2 separate regions of the Gossypium hirsutum genome follow, and region 2 is linked to region 1. The links are chromatin contacts, called in public Hi-C maps. All regions are on one chromosome and are shown on one strand. Each heading gives the region's core, a stretch centred on a gene start, on an enhancer-like site or on the middle of the called end of the contact. The rest is flanking DNA. Distances are from core to core; before and after follow the strand shown. Region 1 holds the start of LOC107933475 (beta-amylase 8). Region 2 holds the start of LOC107946824 (F-box protein SKIP31).

The links. A called contact is a pair of places that touch in the nucleus more often than the background predicts.
Region 2: a contact with region 1 is called in a Hi-C map of leaf, with 2.6 times the contacts expected there. The contact joins the promoter of LOC107946824 here to the promoter of LOC107933475 in region 1. A contact is called at or near these places in 3 of 34 Hi-C or Micro-C datasets (all in leaf).

What each region holds. Positions count from the first base shown.
Region 1 is chrA12:101,701,236-101,707,917 of Gossypium_hirsutum_v2.1, forward strand. It overlaps LOC107933475 (beta-amylase 8), which reads left to right and starts at 3,334. Exons shown (of 10, transcript XM_041083331.1): 1 at 3,334-3,962; 2 at 4,635-4,859; 3 at 5,173-5,253; 4 at 5,382-5,585; 5 at 6,059-6,253; 6 at 6,576-6,682. The coding sequence starts at 3,576.
Region 2 is chrA12:101,835,171-101,841,852 of Gossypium_hirsutum_v2.1, forward strand. It overlaps LOC107946824 (F-box protein SKIP31), which reads right to left and starts at 3,785. Exons shown (of 9, transcript XM_016881290.2): 1 at 3,515-3,785; 2 at 3,205-3,429; 3 at 3,046-3,119; 4 at 2,443-2,515; 5 at 1,908-2,018; 6 at 1,361-1,535; 7 at 1,162-1,280; 8 at 839-899; 9 at 484-739. The coding sequence starts at 3,580. The coding sequence ends at 669.

The DNA of each region.
Region 1 (6,682 bases), core at 2,084-4,583:
ATATAATCATTTATATGCTCCTATTATAGTTAAACATTTGCCAAGGTACACACATTCATCCATATCATATAACCATTCATGTCATTCACCATTTTAGGTCTTAAAATCAACATCATTCAAAGTACACATGAACATCACATTGCCTATTTACATGTCACATAACCAAGTTCAGAATGATAACAAGACAACTGAATCGAAGGCTTGATAGTGTGAGCTTCGAAGTGATCTGATCGCCTTGTTCTGCAAAAGACAACTACAATAGAGTAAATATTACGTATGCTTAGTAAGTTCATATGAGCTAAAAAAGTAAACTCACCTCAATTCATAACTAACATAATGAATTAGCTAACTACATGACTTTTCCTGTCATCACATTTGTAACGACCCATATTTCACGGGCACAGGAAAAGTGAGTTTAGGGTTTCCGTCTTAGGAAAAATGAGTTCGTAAATATTTATTAAAAATATTTACGAAGTTAGTTGTGAGTTGAATTAGATTTTAATTAGGTGAGTTTATTTTTAATTAGAAGTAATTAGTAAAAAGGATTAAATTGAATAGAGCATAAAAGCTTAATCATAGAATAGAGAAAGGATAAATGATTAAATTAGTAATTAAACTAAATTATTGGCATGTATTAGGTTTTGTTTTGGCCACTTAAATATATTTTACGTATTGGGTGTAAGGTAATTTGTAACTTTTAAGAAGTATTTGAAATGAATAGATGAATGTTATTTGATCAAGATTTATAAGTCAATGTATTGGGCATGAATTAGGTGTGTTTGATATGTGAAAATAGCTTTAAAATTGTGAAAAATCATGTTTATCACATGGCCAAATCATATGGGCGTGTGCCCAGGCCGTGTGGTAAAGTCAGAATTGGCCACAGGTTAGTCCCATGGCCGTGTGAGAAAGTTAGATCTGCCCACGGGCTGGCCCCACGGCCATGGGAGCCCCACAGGCAGGCCACACGGGCATGCTCCAGGCCACACGGGCATATGCCCCTATTTTCAAGGAAAAGTTTCCAAAGTTCCCGGTTTAATCTCAAAACACTTCCTAAGTATATTTTGAGCCTCGTAGGTCCATATTAGGGACTTAAAGGTGGAATTTGAGAAATTTTAAATTGAAATATAGATTTATGACTTGGTGTTGTTCGTTATTAGCGTCTAATTCCGGTAATGCCTCGTAATCCTGTTCCGGCGACGGGTTGGAGTTAAGGGGTGTTACAACATTTCTCATCAGTAAGGCGAGTTTGTCAACTATAAACTTATAACATTTCAAATTATACAAAACATTTTCATTTAATGTCATTTTATCAGAGTTGTCGAACATATTTACAACATTTCATCATTCCAGTCACATATATATACATTTCATATACAATACACATTATCAATCAGATATTTTCCTTTTACACTAATTGTTTAACCCGATGAACTATAATAAACAGATACAGATATGCAGGTAGCCACTAGAAACACATCAGATTGCTCATTTGAGCGAAACTCTAAAACACACTTGTGCATCGAAGTGCTAAGTCCGTAGGCATCATATGTCACAAGACAATACATCCCTCTAGAACACACTAGGGTCTCTGTAGAGACAAGACTCGATAATCCGCAACAAATGTTAGATTCTAGTTTAAATAGTGAATTCTCCATACACCAGTATCCTCTCATATCATATCCCATACAACGCCCAGATATCCCTATTGATATGCCAATTGTATCCTATCCTATATTAGGTTCATACGCGTACATTTCACACATTGGATAATTTCTTTACAATTTAGTCCACTCCTCACCTTTTGTACTATTTTATAACTAATTCAAAATACAACCACAATATACAATTCCTTAATTTAAACACATTCAATATGTTTACAAACATAATTATACCATATAAACTTACCTCCAAAAATTGTTAACAAGTTGAAGTGTAGAGACTAATCAACAATTTTTCATTTTCCTCAATTATTTATTGGTTAATTCAAATCTTGATCATGCAAGGGAGAAAGTTTGGCCGAAACTTCCTTGGCTCAAGGTGGATTTGGTGGAGAAAAGGAAAGAAATGGCCACTTTTTCTTTTGTTTCAATGTTTTAATATAATTAAAATCAAATTTAATATTAAAAAAATAACATATATTCACTAATTAATATACATTAACCGTCGACCATCATTGAAAATAGTTTAATTGTCATTTAAACCCCTCAATAATTATTATTTAAACCTTTTTAACTAATAAAAATCAATAGCGATTAACTTTTACGATTTTTACGATTTAATCTTTGTGTCTTAATTATTAACTGCTCAACAAAATTACCGGATCAAAAGTCAATATAAAACTATATTATACTCGTAAATATTAATTAATAATATTTACATACTCGATCATTGAAAAATAGGGTTCTAAAATCACATTTTTCGGCACCACTGAAAACGGATTGTTATTCATTGGTTTTGAAAAGTGTTATAAAACTGGTCATTTAAAAAGTTTTGTTTATTTAAGTGTTTAGTATTAAGGGTGAGCATTTGATTGATCCGAGTAAAAACAAATTTGAGTTATAGTTGAGGAGTCCAAATTTATCATCTTAATTTGTTCTAAAAAAATCGAATTAAATTGAATAAAATTTTTTGAGTTAAATAAAAAAACTCAACCATATTTAAATATTGTTGACAATATGACTAAATTTCAAGTTAAAACACATAAATTTGATACTATATTTATTTGAAATATGCTTAAAAAAGAGAGGGAAAAAATTGACATAATAAACTTGATTTGTTAATTTACATGGTTAAGGTCTTAAATTTATTATTTTAATTTTTTTAAAATTATTTTATATATAAAATATATATTTTAAATAAATTTAAATAATTAATATAAAGTATTTAAAAATTTAGATTAAATATATAAACATTACAAATTCACAATCATACCTTTATTCATTTGAAATAAATTTTAATAAAAATAATGAAATATATAAATGCATAAAATATGCATGATAAATGATCTCCAAAATTGTTTTTTTATTTCGAAATTAATGGGTTTAGCATTGTTTATAAAAAATTCCTATCTAATTTTTAAAAAACAGATTACATTTTATTTTTCTATTAAAAAATTAATTAAATTAGTCCATATAAATTATATTAAAGAATAAATTAATATAAATAAATAAAATTTTTAATAAAAATAAATTTACTCATTAATTGAACCTACAAAAATTAAAATTTACTCATTAATTGAACCTACAAAAATTAACTTTTTTTCGTAATCTTTCTTTTTCTTTATACTTCTACCATCATTTATGGTTTTATTTTTTTGGAATAAAGCATTGTTAATAGTTAAAAGAGAAAAAAAACTAAAAAATAAAAACGCAGTCGTAGAGGGAGAGATCAGAAATGGGAAGAGTGTGTGTGGAAGACAGAGAGCAAGAAGGGAGTTGATTTGAAGTGTGAAGTGAAGCTCGAGGATGACGATGATGATGGTGGCCACCACATTGACTGCCTGATTCCCAACCTAAAGAACCACAAATATAATTTATGCAAAATTCCTAAATTCTCCAAGCTAGATCCCATCCATGGAGTCCCAACCCCAGCCCCAGCCTCAGCCTCAGCCTCAGCCTCGGAGACCCCGCGGGTTCGCTGCAACCGCCGCTGCGGCTGCTGCCTCTGTGAGCCCCACCGGCGCTCCCTCTGGATCTGCCGGCGCATCCACTGCCTCTTCCGGCAAGGGCAAACGTGAGAGAGAGAAAGAAAAAGAGAGGACAAAGCTTCGGGAACGACACAGGCGAGCCATCACTAGCCGTATGCTGGCCGGCTTGAGGCAATACGGTAATTTCCCTCTTCCCGCGCGTGCTGATATGAACGATGTGCTAGCCGCCTTGGCCCGTGAGGCTGGTTGGACCGTTGAGCCTGACGGCACTACTTACAGGCACTCTCCACCTCCCCAACATCAACAACATTTGGTTCGTTTTCTTTCTTTACCTACTAATTTACTCTTTTTCTCTCTCTATATAGAGGTGCCTGATAATGCTGATTGATTACTTTATTATTTCGAATCTCTCCTCTTCTTCTCCAAGCATAAAGTTTACTGACAGCTTTGTTTTTTTTTTGGGGGGGGATTCGAAGATTTGAATATCATGTGCCCAGTTATTTCATCCTTGGTTTGCTTTAGCTCTGTCCAGTCCAACAACTTACCGAACAAAAATTATTTTACTTGAAAATATGACTATAATGTTTAGGCAATTAGTAATAATTTGCTACAGTTCTCAATTTCTTAAGTGGGATGAATACATGGTTATCTAGGTCAACTTCGATATGTCATTTAAGCTGTTTTTCCGAACCATAATGTTCATTCTACGCACTTGATATATGCTAATCTCATGGAATCAAATAGCGTCAGTTTCAAGCATGGTTTGGATAGATATAAAAAATCTAATTAGCCCTTGAGCCACTGGTGCCTATGTTTGAAGTTTGCTTTTTGTGGCTTTTAATAGCTGTACATTCTTTGCTTTAGTCAGTATCCTGATAATTTCTCTGGACATCCATATTGTAAATGCTTTACTGGCTGTTACTTTATGAGCACAGTGCTTGATTTATCTTTATGGCAACCATATTTTGACATTGATAATGCTCAGGGAGCATTTTCGGTAAGGTCAGGTGAAAGTCCACTATCGGCTACTTCTTTGAAGAACTGCTCTGTTAAAGCAACGTTAGACTGTCAGCAACCTGTCGTCAGAATTGATGGCAGTTTGTCTCCAGCATCTCTTGATTCCGTTGTTATAGCTGAGAGAGATACACGGAGTGAGAAATATCCAAGTACTAGTCCTATCAACTCAGTTGAGTGCCTGGAGGCAGATCAGGTAAATTTTGAGCTACATATTGATTGCTTCTTATTCTTCCTTTCTTTTTCTTCATCCCTCTGCTTTTTGAGTTGCAATCTGTCTGTGTTTTACAAATAATAATGTCACTATTATGATTTGTTAGAGTAATTTGTTCTAGGATTATAGCCATAATTTAAGATTAAAAATGAATGTGGTTACATCTTCATATTATTCAAATGATAGATATCAATTGTTGCTTTGCCTGCCATCATCTATGTTTTTCAAATTTCTCTGTACTTTGAATTCTTTGACGTTATAAATATATATCTGATATGGTGATTAATTGAAGCAGCTTATACAAGATGTTCATTCAACAGAGCACGATAATGACTTTACAGGCACCCAATATGTGCCTGTTTATGTAAAGCTTTCGGTGAGGCTTTGTCTTTGATATTCTAATTGAGAGTTTGAAATGCACAGTTCTTATCATGGCTTGTTAATTTTCACATTGACTTTCAAATTCTCTTTCTGAGAATTTAACTCTTTTCTGTTCTTTGGCAGACAGGTGTCATCAACAACTTCTGTCAGTTGGCCGATCCTGATGATGTTAGACAAGAGCTAAGTCATATGAACTCCTTAAATGTAGATGGAGTCATTGTAGATTGTTGGTGGGGAATTGTTGAGTGTTGGAATCCACAGAAGTATGTCTGGTCTGGCTACCGGGAATTATTTAACTATATCCGAGAGTTCAAGATGAAGATACAGGTGGCTTCAACTAAATAAAGTTGAATTTTCTCTCTTCCTGTCTTTATGCTCTCGCCGTAGATGTTTAACATTGTTTGAGAGTTGATGCAGTAGTGGGAAATGGCTTTCAAGACTGTCTCTGTATGAATTACATCCTCTTAACATCTATATAATGAAACTTGCTAGGAATTCCGAAGGAATGTGTCTAATGACGTCTGCTTCTAATGATGTCTGCTTGTTTCAGTTTAAGTATCTTCATTTTTGAGTCCATTCTTTACTAAGCACTTTTTTACATGTGATGTAATGCTTTCTTTCAAAAGTTTCATTGGTTTTTATCCATGCATTTCTATTTTTTTTTTACTTATATTTTCTTCTCAAATCAGAAAGTGGTTGACATATCTAAACTTTTATTCTGCATTTGTTGGAGTATTCTATTGGTGGTCTTTAGCTTATATGGAAGCATCTGTCTTAAAGTTTCTTATTCACTTTTGAAGGTTGTAATGGCATTTCATGAGTATGGGAGAACTGATTCTGCTGATGTACTGATCTCCCTACCAAACTGGATTTTGGAGATAGGAAAAGAAAACCAGGATATCTTCTTTACTGATCGTGAAGGAAGGAGGACTACTGAATTTTTATCTTGGGGAATTGACAAAGAACGTGTTTTGAATGGAAGAACTGGTGTTGAGGTATTGAAAAACTGATATTTTTTCTATGCAATTATATTTTTGTAGTTACCTCCAGCCTCATCATATCAATGGGTTGGAAAAGGTAGTTAGCCTATCCATCAGTGTTTTAAGTTTTAACCAATTACAAGTGGAAATTATTCCTCTTCTACATCTTTCAACATATTTTGGTCTCTTTTCCCCTTTCTCTTTTATCCAAAGTAATGTGTATCACATTAATCTTTTGATGCATGTAACCAAAAACTTATTCAGGTAACTCTTGCTTATATTGATTGTCTTGCTTATACTGATTGTCTTTCCTAGTGTTATTGTCATTTATTTGCAGGTCTATTTTGATTTCATGAGAAGCTTCAGGACAGAGTTCGACGATTTGTTTGCAGAGGGTCTTATTTCTGCGGTGGAGATTGGACTTGGACCATCTGGGGAGTTGAG
Region 2 (6,682 bases), core at 2,535-5,034, 130 kb after region 1:
TTTTTCCTTTTATTTTTAACATCATATCATTAAATTTGAACTTTTTTAAACATGGATACCATTACCATGTAATTTAAAATTCAAGCCAAATAAAGTGCGGTTAAAAATAGTCCTCACATATTTAAATAAAATTTGATAATTTTAACTAAAATTAAAAGCTTAAGTTTTAGCTAAAATAACTTAAGTTGTAAAAAAATCACGAGCTAAATTTATCATTATCCAACTCGAAACCTTTTACCATAGAAAGTTTGAAAATGACTGAATTCACTTCTTAAAAATATATAATATTTTTATATATCAGATAATATAACTTTAAATTTGCAAGATAAGAAATGAAAATGGACTTCTTCTCCAAGCATTTGAACCAAGTTTGAATCTTAGAGTCGACATTGTTAAGAAGGCTTTACCTGAATGCCATCCTTGATCCAAACAAGACTATGGTTATACCTTGATTCATTCCAATCAGCGCCATTGTGCACAATAAAAGATCAAGCCGGGGACGTTTTTTTTTTTTTTTTTACATGATAGTAAATACATTATCCACTATAATTATCTATCTCGTACAACTATAGAATCAATAAAAGCAAAACTTAAGAGCATCCACATATCAATCTCAAACTGAGACATTTACTAATACCCACCTACAAGAAAGTAATAAAAGATTTGGATCAACAAAACCTCAAAGCAGCTTCCAGCTCCTTTTCATCCTCGCAGTTGTATCCTAATAAGTAAGCTCGTGCTGCCACAGAATCATAAAATGAAAATGAGATACATGCCAGATGCAATCAAATCTGTCAGGGATTACATGAAAGATTGAGATTCAAGTAATTTTTATTACCAAAGCGACCAGATCCCAAGAATGGTTCTGCTTCATCTGTGCCACCAGCTTGCTGCTGTTCCTGCAAGTTTTTTTGACATACTAGTGTTAGAAAATGAATAATAAAAAAGCTTAAGATGATCATGTCACAACCTTCCCCCTGACACAACATATACCACAAATAAAGGATGCCTAGCTTGTTCATGGATGATAAATGAAATAAATACAGCATGCCGTAATTTAATAGTATGTATCATATTTCTAAAACCAAAATTTCGTACGACTTGAAAATTTTAATGGAAACCTTGCAAAAATAACAAATAGTTAAGAGAACTTTTACTCACAGCTTCCAATTCCATTTCGGATGGTGACAGTAACCTATCAAAACAGTGGCCTGAAATTGTGCAGACCAAAAGCTCATTGTTGGGATCCAAAATGACTTCTCGACAAGTATCGTCACATACTGAGACAAGAAAGAAGATGAATAAAAAACCATAAACTGAAGTTCCATGATAATTTGGCAATAGTTAAAACGTTTCCTACCATGAACCTGCCCAGTCTTCTCACAAACAAATACATCCCCTATTTGGTAGTAGGTACATGTTTCTCCAGAACAAGCATGGTCAGTGACAACCTTATCAGTCATGCCGCGACTACTTTTCCAGATAGATACCCGATCAGCAACTGTCTTGTCAAGAATTATTGAGTCATCCTTCACCTTTACAAGTGCACGCACGCACACAGAAGAAAACAGCCAAAAGAACACATTTCAGTTCTAGTTCAAGAAAAGTGAATTAAGCATCTTGATGCATGCCTCTAAAGGATAAAGCAATACTTGATCTTTCAGTAGGTCAAGGAAACAGGAAGCACATTTCTATTCAAGCTAGTCATTGCATTCAAAATGAAAAATTCCTGATGCAGAAATGGAGATGGTTTTTGAGGAACATTTCTCATTATATTCATTACTCAAAAACACATTTTCAGAACATAAGGGCTCCATGACAAGCTATCTCTACATTGTCATCACTGCATGAGAACCTAAGACATCTTTCGCTTTTTTAATGGACCAAAATCAGTAAAACCTTGTTACCTGAGAAGGAAGAGGTGCTTGGCTTCTTTTAGCTGATTGCATTTGAATGTAGTACTCTTTAAATTCAGATGGACAGTTCCTAACAAGTTCAATCATGTCCTCTTCATCACGCTGAGAAGGAAAAATATGTTTTACCATAAAAGTTGAAAATGTTATAGAGAAAAGACGCAGCATGCGAACCAGCTGATTTAACCGCAACAAGTACACAGATTGAAATTCTCAGTAAACAATGTTATGCTAAAAGCTGATAGTAGATAAATTTCTCCAGTCAAATTCTAGTACAATACAAATAGCTGACTACACATGCATGTTATTCCCTCAAAGTTCAATGAAATAGATTAAAATGGCAACCAGTGGCATACTAATTAGTAGTCATGAGCTGATGAGCACAGGTAAAATTAGCATGCAGGGAGGGCAGTATGCCCACTGAGTGATCATAAAGATTTCCTACACAGGATAGATATGTGAGGTTTTAATAAAATAAAAGTCTAAAACATAAAGGAACCTTAAATTGATATGTATAAACCAAAAGTACCTGAATATAAAGCTTCTTCCAAGGACATTCTCGTATTTGTGTTGGAGGCAACAAACCCCATCGCATACAATACCTGAAGAAGTTCAAACTTTTTGCTTCAAGTTGCAAAACAAGAATTTACCAAGTGAAAGGGTCGATATTGGTTACTACAGATACATACATATTGTTGGCATTGTATGGTATGCCAACAAGCATAAATGTGATAAAGAAGCAAACCTTCAAACCACTACAACAATGCGTATAGATATCTGCAAAATTAACTAAAGCAAACAATGAATTTGCAACCTAGACATAGTTAGACACTAGAAGGAAGTGTAAATGAACCTTCAATCACTCAAATTCCATTTATCTTACAAAGGAAAGCCTTCTCTTTTTTATCAGAGGGCTATGGGGATGAGGTAGTTCAGGTTTGAACCCGAGACATGATGTCAACAAGGACTTAAGCAGCTACATTAGTGGCTGGTTAACAAGGAATGCTTTAATTATGCATTAATAGATAGCTTGACCAACAAGTAGCAATAATCAACAAAATTTAAAACCTAAAAAGCAAAAAAGAAAAAAGAGACTTTGAACATCAGAAATCAAATGCAATAAAATACTCACAGTCGGCGCCATAAGGATTCGTCAGATGCCGCATAATTCAGGAAACTGCACACCATCGAGCACGATACAAGATCCTGTAAATTTATACATAACAAACACAAAATCAGAAACTGAGAATTTGAGAGGGAAAAAAGAAATTTACACAGTACAGAAAAGGACCTCGGATGAGAGGAATTTGAGGATTTGAGTAAATAACTCAGGTGGAATCTTGCTGAAAGTACCACTCTCAATCCTCCTAGGATTGTTCCTATTATTATTGTTCTTCACTTGGCCAGGATTCGGATTCGGATTCATATTCGAAGAAGAAGCCCCACCTCCTTTGTCTTCTTTCTCCTTTTCCTCATCTTCCTTCACAACGCGCAATCTCTTGGCTTCCGGCTCCTCCTAAAACCGGAACAGAATTCAATTTCATCAGAAAGGCATAAAGTTATTATCGATAAAGAAAATAGTAGGGGGTACGGAAGAGAACCTCATCGGAGAGCTCGGATTCAAGGAAATTCGCCAAAAACTCATCTTCTTCGTCTGACAACGTCATGGATCAGACCGGAGGGTGATCGGAGGGATAATTCGCCGGCCAACGGTGGGATTGGATTTTCTATATATTTTAAGAAGGCCGAACAACGTCTGATAGATGGGTGGATTGATAGATGCAAGGGTAAGCGGGCAGCGGGCACGTGCAACCAAGCATGTGTACGATGGGCCGGTTCCGGGTCGAATCTACCCAATTCTATGCTTACGTTACGTTACGAATCCGATACTTGATAGCGTTAAAATATCTTTTCGATTTTCTCTTCTTTCCCTTAGATGGTTACTAGATTTCTTACCCCTACAATTGATATAAATATACACTTGCGAGACACAATCATTTAAATAAAATATTCAGAGACAATTATTTTGATTGTGTTTATGGTTTAATTATATTGTTAATAATTATAATTTAAAACCGTAACTGTTATATATTAGATTAGTAATTCTTTTATAAATAGTAAATAAATAATTTAGTAAATGTAGTTAAATAGTTGTAATTAAATTCTAATTCAATGAAAGTAATAGATTCACTCCCCTTGCTAAACTTTATGTGTGGGGTTTTGTCGTATTTATTTCCTTATTAAATTAGGATTTTCTTTTCCTAATTAAATTCTGTTATTTATTCTTTAATTAATTTTGATTATTCTAAAAATATTATCTAGTTTTAGCCTTTAAAGGCTTTGTATTCATGTTTTGATATACCAGAATATTTAAATATATATTACCCTTAAAATATAGTCACATATAAGTTTTGGTGAGAGTATTTCCTGAGTTAAGGCTTTGTTTTGTGATTTGGATAATATACATTTAATACATTTAGATTTATTTTTTTCATATTGTACTCTCATTTTTTTTATTTCTTTAATAAAAAGTCGAAGCCTCATTTGTCTTTTCCACGTAAATGTTTATGTGTTTGACCTTTTCTATGTTACTTGTTTGTTGCGTATACGGGTCAATCCCAACATTCTGCATCACACATTTTGGTAATGTACACTTTAATATTCTAAGATACAATAATAAAAGGAAATTATCATATATTTTGAAATATCAATAATAGATGAAGGAAAGATAATTCTTTTTCCTGCAAATGAAGGAGATATATCACCTCTAACAACTGCATCTTCCAAACCTTTATAGTATATATGCCCTTAATTTAGGTTGATTCTTCAACGTTCAATAAAATATTTACGCTTCAACATAAGTAAAAGCATTACACATAAACTATTGAGTCAAACGACCATTGTCAATTAAAGTGTGACCTTCTTTCTTTCTACAATGAAGCAGATAAGCATAACATTGACGTTGAGTCAATTTTGTCCTTTTAGAGCTGGTAGATTCGGCACCTTTGTGCATAATTTCAGTATGGTATCCATCTTCTCTATATGAAAACAACAATGGGTATTGCATGGACATAAGACTTGGGTGTAACTCATTTGGTGCAAACCACCTCTATGTTCCTCTGTAACATCTTGCATAGTTGTTGACTCATTTGTAGTGCCAACTATAAATCCTACAACTTTTGATGTAGTTGGTAAATTATACCATCATTCATCCTTATTACGTATATTAATAAATTTGATATGTACATGTGAATAATTATATGTTTGAAATTTGCCTCATATCATCTTAAATATTTTCATTAATTGATTGTGATCGTCTTAATTTTTAACAGCTCATCAACAATATTAGGATCTAATGAACTACTGTTAGTATCCCTGCCCATGCTACCAAGTCTCTTACTAATCTCATTCTACATATCATATATATATATATATATATGTACAATTGTGCAAATTTTGGTTTACAATTATTGTCAGGTAGAAGTGATTCAATCTTATGATGGTTATAGCCGCCTATCTTGAAAACAAAGGGATCAGTACCATTGTTAATGTTGTTGTCAACCATGCCACCAATGGAAGTAAAAGAAAATGTTGAGTTGTATGTTTAAATGTTATCACTAAATTCTGAAGTGCGTAGATCACCTCTATATTTTATTATGAAAAACAATGTAATATACTATTTCATGCTCTAAAATTAATTGGCTTTTTTTTAAATTAAAAATTAAATCGCTACTTAATTTGATTGTATTAATTATGTATAGTAAGCTTTTTAAATAAAACATTTCAATAACCAATAAGGTCGTGAAAAATGTTATATATGTTTCCAAATATATATGGCTTGGCTCATTAGGCCACGTTAGCTTATGCGCGTGTAGTGTGAACAATATTCCCAAAATGATCCATTTTATTTTATTAAATTATTAAAAATAAAAATATTTAGTAACATCTTTTAAGAAAATAAAATAAAAAGTCAAAAATCACCTATTCATTTTCTTTTAATATTTCCATTTTCTGTTTAGCAAAAGAATGAACTAAAGACCCCATTCTTGTTAATGCAATTTCGTTTGATCAAAATAATCAAAATTAAAAATGTATTTTTTTTCTTTTGAAAATTCCATAAAAAAATAAGTTTTGTTTTTGAAAGTTAAAACAAATGGCAATGATTGGGCATGGGCCCATGACCCTGATGCACTACGGCTTTTTCGACTTTAGCCCAACTTATGCACCGAAAGCCGAATAATTGGTCTCATTTCATTTGTGGGCCATTCAATATTTCAATTTTGAAATAGCGATCAGACTCGGGTCAAGTATGATTAGGAATCACATTTGGGTTTGGAAATCATTATCCGTCACGCCTTCGGGTTAGGTTCGGCGAGTAGTTTCCATCTCTAAAATATTTTTCCATCATTTTATTTGTTGTAATTATTACTTAATAATCACATCGTGTATTTGTAGTTATCTAGGGAATAATGAAATTTTAAAGTTTGAAGTGAATATTTATTTATTTTTTTAAATTTATATATCCTATTTCGGTTTATTAAAGTTTTGGTCGTATTTGGCTCTCATCCCAAATAGGTGATATGCCAGAGCGATAATTCAAACGGATAATTTAGAGGCGATCAAGGTCATACAAGACTCTTCTTTGACAGTTTCGAACTCTACCTTAACTAGGTGAAATTTATTAACTATTGACGAACGTAGGACTTTGGGTTCTACAGCACATTCCTAGAGAGGTTAATAAAATTGTTGTTTGTAGAGATCTCAAGAGA